Linked DNA regions of Mus musculus: region 2 is linked to region 1. A link is a contact called in public HiChIP or PLAC-seq data. All regions are on one chromosome and are shown on one strand. The core of a region is the stretch at or near the end of the contact, and the rest is flanking DNA. Distances in the headings are between cores, read along the strand shown.

Evidence for each region. HiChIP or PLAC-seq counts read pairs in DNA pulled down with a chosen protein or histone mark.
Region 2: an H3K27ac HiChIP or PLAC-seq map of embryonic stem cells shows a contact between it and region 1, with 7 read pairs. The contact joins the promoter of Nr1h4 here to the enhancer-like site in region 1. A contact is called at or near these places in 1 of 39 promoter capture datasets (macrophages), 1 of 15 datasets of contacts at CTCF or cohesin (the NIH/3T3 cell line), 15 of 484 Hi-C or Micro-C datasets (8-cell embryo, the C10 cell line, the G1E-ER4 cell line and 8 more), 4 of 115 datasets of contacts at active chromatin or transcription factors (embryonic stem cells, hepatocytes, intestinal crypt epithelium and 1 more) and 2 of 9 other capture datasets (adipose tissue and pancreatic islet).

What each region holds. Positions count from the first base shown.
Region 1 is chr10:89,469,287-89,474,723 of GRCm38.p6, reverse strand. It overlaps Nr1h4 (nuclear receptor subfamily 1, group H, member 4), which reads left to right. Exons shown (of 9, transcript NM_009108.2): 7 at 826-972. Among named protein-coding and RNA genes, the nearest start is that of Gas2l3, 28 kb to the right of the region's middle. Within about 2 kb of position 3,828, at least 14 of the 459 cell types and tissues checked have an H3K27ac peak or open chromatin away from gene starts, as enhancers often do. A contact at or near this core is called in 8-cell embryo, embryonic stem cells and hepatocytes, where this site is marked.
Region 2 is chr10:89,503,229-89,508,567 of GRCm38.p6, reverse strand. It overlaps Nr1h4 (nuclear receptor subfamily 1, group H, member 4), which reads left to right and starts at 1,910. Exons shown (of 9, transcript NM_009108.2): 1 at 1,910-2,060. The coding sequence starts at 1,952.

The sequences.
Region 1 (5,437 bases), core at 2,579-5,078:
TGGAGTTTTACACAGGATAAGCTTGCAGTAGATAACTAATGCCTGTTGTGAGGAGGGACAGTACAGGGATACCAGAGAAGAACACTCATCTCTGGGACAACAGCGCACTTCCAGATCTCAGGAGAGCCATGGTCTCAGCGTATCAGGAGGAGAGAAGCAGGGAGGGGTGATGGACAGGACATCAGAGCCGTTGCTGGGGGCTGTGCTCTAAATGCCTTGATGAGGACTTGGAGGACTTCGTGTCTTCCAGATGACATTCTGTTCCTCGAAACAAATAGTTCTTCCTCAGTTTTGTCTGCACCTTGCATGGTGCAGACCATAGCCCAGAAATCATACCTCAAGGCGACACCAGTCATCTGGGGGGGGGGGGGTCACTCATTCCCTACATTCTGACTGAGCCTCACAGGTCAATATTCTGGCTCTGGGAGCTTTTGTTTTCTGAGTTGACCCTGCATGCCAGGTGTGCCCGGAATAATGGCTCAAAGAGAATCTGCCTACATCCAGTTTCCGAGGGCTGCTCCATCTGAGTCAGCCATTCTCTACAGTTATGCATGAGCTTGCTGTGCAGTTGGCATCTCTCTTTTCATTGCATTTCTCCAGTAAGCCTGACTCAGTGGAGACAAACATCAAGCTTCTCATTGGGGGTTCAACAGGAATCCAGTTGACTCCCCCTGAAGACCTACTGTCAGTTGATGCGAAGGCTTTACCAGTATGGATGATCTGATGATGATATCTTATTGTGGACATGCAATAGTATCCTATGTAAGCAGTGTGAAATATTATTGGGCAAACAGGACTCCTTGACCCGTTTGATTATCATCATAGGGTTTCAGACACTGGATCACGAAGATCAGATTGCTTTGCTCAAAGGGTCCGCAGTGGAGGCCATGTTTCTTCGTTCGGCGGAGATTTTCAATAAGAAACTTCCTGCCGGTCATGCAGACCTGTTGGAAGAAAGAATTCGAAAGAGTGGTAAGTGACATACTTAAAGAGTTTTTAATCTAAGTAAAACTTGGCGTTCAAACCATGAAGATGGGCCCTAATCTACCAGGCAACATTACATGACCATGCACCTAGCATGAAGAACGGCTATAAAAAAATATAGGTTAAATAGGTGGGACTTTTGGAATCATGGTTCGAAAATTCTTTTAATAACAGCAAAATAGCCGGGTATGGTGGCGCATGCCTTTAATCCCAGCACTCGGGAGGCAGAGGCAGGCGGATTTATCCTGAGTTCGAGACCAGCCTGGTCTACAAAGTGAGTTCCAGGACAGCCAGAGCTATACAGAGAAACCCTGTCACGAAAAACAAACAAAAAACCAAACTAAACCAAAACAAAAAAACCCAGCAAAATATTCTTCTCTGAACTAAGATGAAGACCTGTGAAATATTAAAAATTTTCATCTGATTAAAAATGGTACAATGGAACTGGGTCTATCCAGTTCAGGAAAAAAAAAAGATTCATTTATTCCTAACCTATAGGTATGAAAGACTAGTATTAAGCTATTATCTATCCTATTCAAAATAAAATAAACAATTATCATCAGTACTCATTTATCATTTTCCAGATTCCAGACATTGTTCTGAATAATTTACATACAGTTTAGTCAAAGTCTGAAATCACCCTATGAGATGAGTTCTATTATCACCCCTACGTTAAAGATGAGGAAGCCAAGAGAGAAAGCTCAGGTCTCCAGAGACAAACAGAAATTCTGATCTCAGAAGCCATATGTCTTCTTCACTTTATTTACTTTGCAATGACTGGAACTAAATGGAGCATCTCATGGATTGAGCATTTGGCCTTCTACTGAGCTAAAGCCCCTATCCCCAGCTAGAAGCCATACATTTAAATCAATATAATACACTACCCCTTAAGAGACAACGTGAAATCATACCACACATAATTCAGCTTAACTTGTTATGGAGTGATACTCTGGCAGAAAATGCCAAGAGACGCTGGGATGGACTTCCATAAATTCTGTGCAAGTTTTTCTTGTGGGAATCCTTAAAATAAGGTGTTTTTATTTCACTATGAGCTTATGGGTGGGTTGGGGAATGGAGTTGGAGAGATAACCTCCTCTAAAGATCTTATTCTGTGACTAATTGGAACAAGGTTAGACTTCTAAAACCAGCATTCTAGAACAGCAATCAGAAGGAGGTATGTATTTGTATTATGCACACACACACACACACACACACACACACACACACACACACACACATACAAGCATACACATTAGAGATTATCTTTTTAAACTACCTTATAGTCATAATGTTTTCTTAGTTAAAAATTGACAGCTATCTTCAAGACCCCTGTATACATTTCCCCAAACCCTAAAGTATAGTTGCCATCATTAGCAGAGTTTAACAGTGCATACTTGTAGAAGGTACACTGTTCTTATGCAGCCACCGGTTCATTCGTTTAATGAGGATTTAGAGGGGAAGTGCCATGGTGAAGAGATTAATCAAACTGCCTCCTTTGTAAAAATCAAAGGTCTTGTAAAGAAAGAGAAAGCTGTACAACTAAGACGAAGCCCAGTAAAAAGCCCAAGAGCAGAGCTAGCTGAGAGGTGACCTCTAGTTGGGAAGCACCTTGCCTGGAGAGGTTGTGTTAGCATTTGAACCAGGCCCTGAATGGTACTGCATCTGGAGGCATGGGGTGCAGTTGTAGGACCGAAGGGCCAGTGTGGCCAGACATCTTGGGCAAGTGAAGCTGTGGTTAATAGATTTAGGCTTACAAGAAGGGGAATGGAGACGAGATGGTTAAGAGCCTTGAATTTTGTTATTTTCTACGTAATATTGAGATGCTAAAGGTTTTTGAACAGAAGAGGGAAATATGAAAATACATCTTTGCAAGTCTCCTTAGGATAAAACAGAGTGGAAAACTCCTACAGGGAGATAAGGGAATTTCAAAGGTGTGATCCCTGTCTCTGGGGGAAGTGGGGGATGGTTGAAGGATCTAAGGCTGTTGTCTCAGACTTTCACTCTCTGAAAGGCATTGTGTTGTCAAGAAGTATGGATTATAGTCTACATTTTTAAATTATTAATTCTGGCCCAGAACAGGTAGGCAACAAGGCAATAAAAATCTACCAGATAAATGTCAGGTGGTAGATTTTATTTTTCACATGGATTGGATTGGGACCTTATATTAAGCTCTCTCTCTCTCTCTCTCTCTCTCTCTCTCTCTCTCTCTCTCTCTCTGTGTGTGTGTGTTGGGGGGCATGTGTGTGTGTGTGTGTGTGTGTGTGTGTGTGTGTGTGTGTGTAAGCGATCCTAGCACATGCTACTTGGTGTAGAAGCTTAATTGCTTAAGAAACATCTGGAGAATGACTGAGAGAAAGAATGGACAAATAGGTGGAGGTTTGCTTTCAGCTGCTTATCTGCCACTTGCTTCCCTGGGCTGCCGAGAATCCGCCTTGGCTTGGGAGAGGGTCCTGAGAAAGGGGTGAATGGGAGCAGCAGAAGATGTGACTCGAAATCAGTGATGCGTGCAAGCTGCTAGCTTTGTCTTCTGCTTGAGATAGCTTTCTAGATAGCTCCTGGATTGCCCAACTGAAGTCAGAAAACCTGTTAGCTCTCTGAATAGCTCTGCTCATGCAGACCAAAGCCCAGTCTTTTATTTGCATAACAATTCAATCATTTACTCCAAGTTCCCTTTTGATTATCCCATGAATCAGCATTTTGTGACCTTAGTCCCTGGATTCTTAGAAAAAGACAGCAAGCACATTTTTTTTTTTTAAACTTAGCAAGTCCTGCGGTTCACTGGGCATAGGCTTGTGGTTGCCAAATCCAGACATAGACGTTATTATGTGAGAAACTTTCTGTTTTCCAACTTCTTCATTGCCTAAGTTAGGCTGTCCTTGAACTTGCTCTGTAGACAAACCTTGAGCTCAGAGGTCTGTCTGCCTTTGTAAACACAACCAGTAAGCTTAGCTGGATGGGATCCTGCCCTGAGATCACAACTTCCACCACTTCAGGACCTAAACTCCATCTGTCCCAGGCTGGCCTTGCACTCAGAAATCTACCTGCCTTTGTAAACACAAACAGTAAGCTTGGTTGAGTGGGATTCCTGACCTAGGACGACCACTCCCTCACTTCCTGGTGCTCCTATATTATTTAAACCATAAGCCTTGGTTTTGTTTGTTTGTTTGTTTGTTTGTTTGTTTTTCTATTCCTTTCCCTTTATTGACTCACTAGTGCAGATGCCTCTGTTTATTTTTTTATTGTTTGTTTGTTTGATTGGTTTGATTTGGTTTTGGTCTATGAAGGCCCTCACACAATTCATATTGCATCCTTATATTTTTCATAGTTGAGAAATTCTTGAACTCGTGTTTTCAGAGTTCTTTCCCACAGCCTTAAGGGCTATCCTGAAGGTCACAGTATTTGCTGAGGAACATCAGATGCATTCTTGCTTCCCAGACTCGGGCTGTTTCTGATTATTATGCAGTATTAACCTTGGAAGGGAAAACATTCTCCCAAGAAGGAACAAATGAAGCAAAATATGTACATTATTATGCAAACAAGCCCTACGTGCACAGCACTTATGGAGGGCCACATCCTATTTGCCCTGCTCTAGGGACAGCAACTGTGTCACAGTGTCCCTTCCACTGCCATGCCAGACTGGCACCGAAGGATCTTCCCAGGTATCAGAATTCTTAGTTTCTCCCTCCCTGAAAACTAAGTGCTGGGAAGTCTTCTTTTCCCAGTCCTTCTGGAAGCTGTTAGTCCCAAGGATCAGGCATCTGTTTGGGATCTGTGTGTAAGCTGAGTGCACAGACAGTGCTGACATGGGGACTCTGCTGTGGCACTCTCTCCTTTCAAGATGAGCTGTCTAAAGTTCATTCAGGTGACACATAGCATAGTTGCTATAGAAATTAAAATATTTTGATGAGTAGAGATCTGAAGGGGAATTAATTACTCAGATATTCTAATCTCTGTCTCTTTCTATATATCTCTATCTCTTTCCCCCCACTACTGGATTTCTAAGAGGAACATCCTCCATGTTATAAAAGTAATTTTTGCATGATCTATTACAGGGCTTTACTCTAGTTGTATAAGCTTTGGGAGTTGGTAAAAGCAAATGACAGGATTAAATTAAATATGCAAAGGATTAATCTATGAGAATCTCTGAAAAATAGAAGGGGAGGAAGCAGGTCCAGTGAGAGAGAGCCTTCCCCCTACTTCATTGATCTGATGCCTGTGGGAAGGAAAAGAAGGCTTGACTAGGGAGAGACTCAGAGCACAGGGCTGAGGAGGTCTAAGCTAGGGTAAAGAGAAGAATGAGGTTAGAGATGCCCACTGAACAGGCCCACAGAGGCATTGCTGTCTGTGATCAGCCTGCAGCTGGATTGCAGCTGACAATCCTTGTTAACAGTCACAAGGGAGCAGCTGTCAGGCTGCCATGGACTCTTGTAAAGGGAGATCTGAGTGGGGCATC
Region 2 (5,339 bases), core at 661-3,160, 36 kb before region 1:
ACTTAACCGCACTGAGTTGTCATTCATCCTCTGTAAGATAGGGTTGAAGACAGAGGGCCTCATACATAAGACGCTGTTACATATGGTAGAAGTGAGGCTCCTGAGAGATAATGTGTTAATACACTTTGGACACTTATAAAGGCTGTGGGGATGTCAGCAAATTATGGCAGGTATCACCTTTGTCTCTGAATTTGCTTTCATGTTGATAATCTCATTTTATCTTCACAGCAAGCCTGTGAAGGGTGTAGGCAGGGATATTATCTATTATTATCTATATTTCTCCATCTGGTGAGGCTGACAAATGGGGCCCACAGCAGCCCAGAGACTTACCTGAAGTTACATAGCATGCCTAGTAGCGTCATGCCTGGAATCAACCCTGAGTCTACTGAGTCCATTGCTCACACTTTCTCAACAGCAGCAGCAGCAACAACAACAAAAACAACAACATAGCAAAGTCTTAAGGCTGATATTCAGAAATTATGTACATGTTTTTAAAAATGGAACCATTTCTATCCCATAAGGAAGCCATGCTACAATTTCAAACTAAGTATAATATCAGTACAATGACAACAACCACCATATACTTATGGCATTTTTACATTATTTTATTTAAATCAGATATGACTATGAGTTGTGTTATTATCACCTCCACCCTTTAGAAATTAGGAAATTGGAGCCAGAGAGATGTCTCAGCATTTGAAAAACACCTGTTGCTCTTGCAGGGGACCCAAGATTGGTTCCCAGCACCCATGTGACAGATCACAACTTTCTGTAACTCCCGTTCCAGAAAATTCCACACCCTCTTCTGGCCTCTGTGAGCACCAGGTACACATGTGTCATGCATATACATAGCATAAAAATAAAGGCCAACTTTTTTGTTTGTTTTTTGAGACAGGATTTCTCTATGTAGACCTAGCTGTCCTAAAACTCACTCTATAGACCAGGCATGCTATGAACACATGGAAATCCTCTGTCTCTGCCTCCTAAGTGCTAGGATTAAAGGTGTATGCCACCACCACACTGGATCAATCCTTTTTATAAAAAAATGAGAAAATAAAGGCAGAAAATTAGCCTATGTACGTGTTCATTGTCCATAGAGCTTGTAGATATTAAGAAAGATTGGATTTATTAAATTTATTTATTTTGGTTTTGACTACTGTGCCTGAATATCAAAGCTGCACGGCTTAAACAACAAAATGTATTGACTTAGAATTCTGAAGGTTAGAAGTCTAAAATCAGAAAGATTGGCTCCTCCTGAGACTCCCAGGAAGGAATCCTTCTAGATCTTTCTGTTTGTCATATCAAAGCCATGTCTTGCCTCTTTACTTCATTTTCCATCCACAGGTCCTGCTCTCTCTCTCTCTCTCTCTCTCTCTCTCTCTCTCTCTCTCTCTCTCTCTCTCTCTTTCTCTCTCTCTCTCTCTCTCTCTCTCTCTCTCTCTCTCTCTCCTGTCATAAGGACATGAGCCATAGTGGAATTGCTAAATAAGGTCACTGTAAGGTCCTTGGGGCTAGGATTTCAACATATGAACTGGAGTATGGGCCGGACAATTCTTCCCATATTACTAGATACAAACCCATTTGTCCAGGTCTATAGTAGGCTTCTCAGGCTAACTGTGAAGTCTTATTCCTTAATGCTTCTGCTGTTACAAATGTGCCCTAGTTACAAAGGTAAAGATCCATCCGTGTGGCATTTGACCTCCAGCCAGTCTTAGAGGCAGGGAACGGAAATTTACCCTCAAAAAATTCTTAGGCTGGGAAAGGGTTCCCCAAAATGTTTATCTAAGACACCAGTTTCCAGCTTACTAGGCAATTTGGCATTGAGGACTTTTCTCATAAACATTTACAAATATTCCGCTCAGCGATGGGGTTAATCAGTAAACCACACCAACCTCTGGCCCCTGTCGCTTCTTACCTCGGCTCCTTCTCAGTTGCCGTGAGGAAGCTAAGGATGGTGATGCAGTTTCAGGGTTTAGAAAATCCAATTCAGATTAGTCTTCACCACAGCCACCGGCTGTCAGGATTTGTGCCGGAAGGGATGAGTGTGAAGCCAGCTAAAGGTAGGTCACTACACCTCTGTCCCTACGTGGGCTCTCCTACTGCACTGGGCAAATACATGGGTCTTTTTGTTAGAGGTCAAAGCCATAGGTCTCCGTCAGAAGGAGGTCCAGACAAGCAGAGAAGACGGGGGTCTTAGGGGTTGATTTCTATAGTTCTAACTACGTGAGTATCTTATAGGGATCTTATAGGGCCAACCAAGTACTATTCTTTCAAGTCAGTCAAATGTTAACAGTGATGTCCGTGGACGCTTGAAGAAAATTAAAGTCTCTTACTGAATCCTGTGCCTTTAAAATGCTGAAACTCCATGTCACTGAATTCTGACCCTTGTCTGGTGTCCTGGTACCAGCCTCAAAAACTAGAATAAAGAAAACATCAACACACCTACCCAGAAGTAAAGATAAATTTGTGTTGTGGAATTTGGTTTCAGTCACACATGTGTAAGTATGTGCAAGGGTCATGATGAAATAGAGATCTCAGAAAAAAGAAGAAATATAGATTTAATGAACTAGTTTTGTCTCATGTTTCTTCCAGTGTTTTCCAACAAGTAAGATGGATAAAAACTGAGATTTACGCTTAGGGTTTTTAGTTTTCTCTGAGTTAAAATATACTTTACCATGAAAAGACAGTCTAATGTAAGTATTCTTTTTTCTCAAAACACAAACTCATCTTTCTAAACTTCCACCAAGAATTAAACGCTAATCATTTCCCCAGTAATTACAACGATGTGCATACTTTTGATCACAGACTTGGCAGCAGTTCATTTTCCTTAAGCGTGGTGTTTCAAAGCGGCTGACACTGTATTCAGAGAGAGAAATTACTTTCATGGTGTGGCAAAGCAAATTTTCTACCCCCTTCTATTTAGCACACATTTATTTCATGCTTACTATGTGCCAGACACTGTGTCCAGGGTCAGAAATGATAGGAAAGGGAATATAATCTAACACTCCCCTCGGAGAGAGCGTTCACAGCTAACCACAACAGCAGCCAAGCAGGATGTACTACTGAATGTTTGCTCTGTGTGGAGAACACAGTATACATTCCTTGCCTTATGCCTTCCTTACTGCCTGCAGCCTCTGACCTCAACAGCTCAGGACTCCAGCTTTATGGGGGCTGAAACCGAAGCTGAAAGAAGTTCAATGTCGTCCCCAAGTTCGTATGTTTAGCCATTTGCAGGTGAATTGAGTGCAGACCCATCTCCTCTGTTACAGTATAGACTAGTTTCTTATTACTGCCTCAAGTTTAGCATGGAAGATAAAGGCCGAGAACACATACGGCTAATTATTCATGTTTCTGATAAGTGCTGTATTAGAAGTGTGTACAGAGGTTAGAGAGATTAGTTCTACCTGGGGAAACTGGGGCAGGTCTCTTGAAGGAGGCCATCAGCTGACACAGCTGGGAGAAACACCTATGTCCCAAGGTCAGGCGCAGGGAACGGCAAACAACTTCACAAATGAAGCCATGTCATTTGGCGAAGAAGCCATGGCTTAGGAAACAAGACATGTGTTAAAGCAAGTTCCCTCTCAATTCAATTCCACTGAACATTTGCTGTGCTTAGAACTGCATCGGAGGTAAATTAAAACAGCAAAACAAAACAGCAACCACAAAACTGTAAAACAAAACAAAGAAAACAGGGGTAGGGGGATCATTTGCTCTGGACACCGACGCTAACTGAAGTGCAGGCAAGTGTCACCATGAGCATGTGAACCCGTTTTCTGTTCACAAACTCCCTAGAGCTGTCCTGTTGACAGCCACCAGCCTCTAATGATTACTTAATTAAGATTTTTTTAATTACTGAGAATTTAATACATTTAAAACTCTTGTCCCTTAGTTTTACTAACTGCATCTCAGCTGTCCAAAATCCTCATGTTAATGGCTGTCATATTGTAAGTCTGAAACCCTCCTTTCAACTCAGGAAGTTCCTCTGGATGACGATCTATGGAAAGGTAGAGGCCTCTATCCAGAAGTTGGCTTTCGGGGATACCTCAGACTCCCCTGGAGTTTATTTATGTGTTCCTATTTAAGACCATTTTCCTAAACTCTCATGGAGTCTCTCATCCAAAGGATCCAAATTCTGGTACTCTAAGTTACAGTGGATCCACTTCAACCCCCTCCACTCCTTCTCTATCACATAGATCAACACTTAATGACTTAGTTGCTTTGTCCTGTCCTTGACATCTCTGGTCCCCCAACAGAGAAACAGAAGAAAGGCTGGACATTTTCTGTCTTGTTCATGGTGTGTTCAATGTGTGCCAAATATCAAGTGTCCATTATAGATGACACAATAGACCTCTCAATGGTCATGCTATTAGAACAGACTGTGTGTGGGGATAATTATCCATCAGTTATCAATAACATCGAGATCTTTCTAAGATCTTTAGTGTCAACCCTCTTTCTCAGCAACTGTACTTTAAAGAGTTGTTTATTTATTTTATGTATATGAGGTTTGTAGCTGTCTTCAGACACACCAGAAGAGGGAATTGGATCCCATTATAAATGGTTGTGAGCCACCATGTGGGTCCTGGGAATTGAACTCAGGACCTACTGGAAGAGTAGTCAATGCTCTCAACCACTGAGCTATCTCTCCAGCCCCAACAACTGTACTTTAAACTAAGAATTACCTGATGAGAAAGAAAGGTTGGGCCAGGGGTTAATGGGCTATGGAAATTGTAATAGATCAAGTGCAGGGAGTTAAGGCTCATAATCAATTCTGTAGTAGAAGTTGCTCTGGTCTAACCATTTAGAAAATGTCAGCTGTGCCAATTCTTCATTTTTATACTGGCTGGATACTTACTGCTGTGCTCTGTGGTTATGCAGTGAACTGTGAAAAGCTAGAAGTGAGTATTCTTTGAGAACCGAAGCATTGTTTCTTATCATTGTATACTATTCTCACATTTTGCAATGTTTTACTATTTAGCATAAAATTATCTATAGCCTTGGAAAAGCTGTATTTGTGTGCGTGTGTGCTTAAATGCATGTGGAGGCCAGAGGTCAACTTCAGGCGTTTTAGGTACTGTCACTGGTTTTGTTTGGTTCTTCAGGGTTTCCTTGTGACAAGATCTCTCACTGGCCCCGTGTTTGTCAAGTAGGCTGTCTGACCAGTGAGCCACAGGCTCCTTCTTGTCTCTGAGTTCTTAGCTGGGCTTACTAGCAACTCAGAATCAAGCAGAACCCTGGAGCTCTCCTGGCTTTTTGGCATGGTTTTGAGGAATGTAGGTCTTCATGCATGTGTGGCAGGTACTTGACTGCCTGGGCCGTCTCCCATCCCTCTTCCTGTTTTG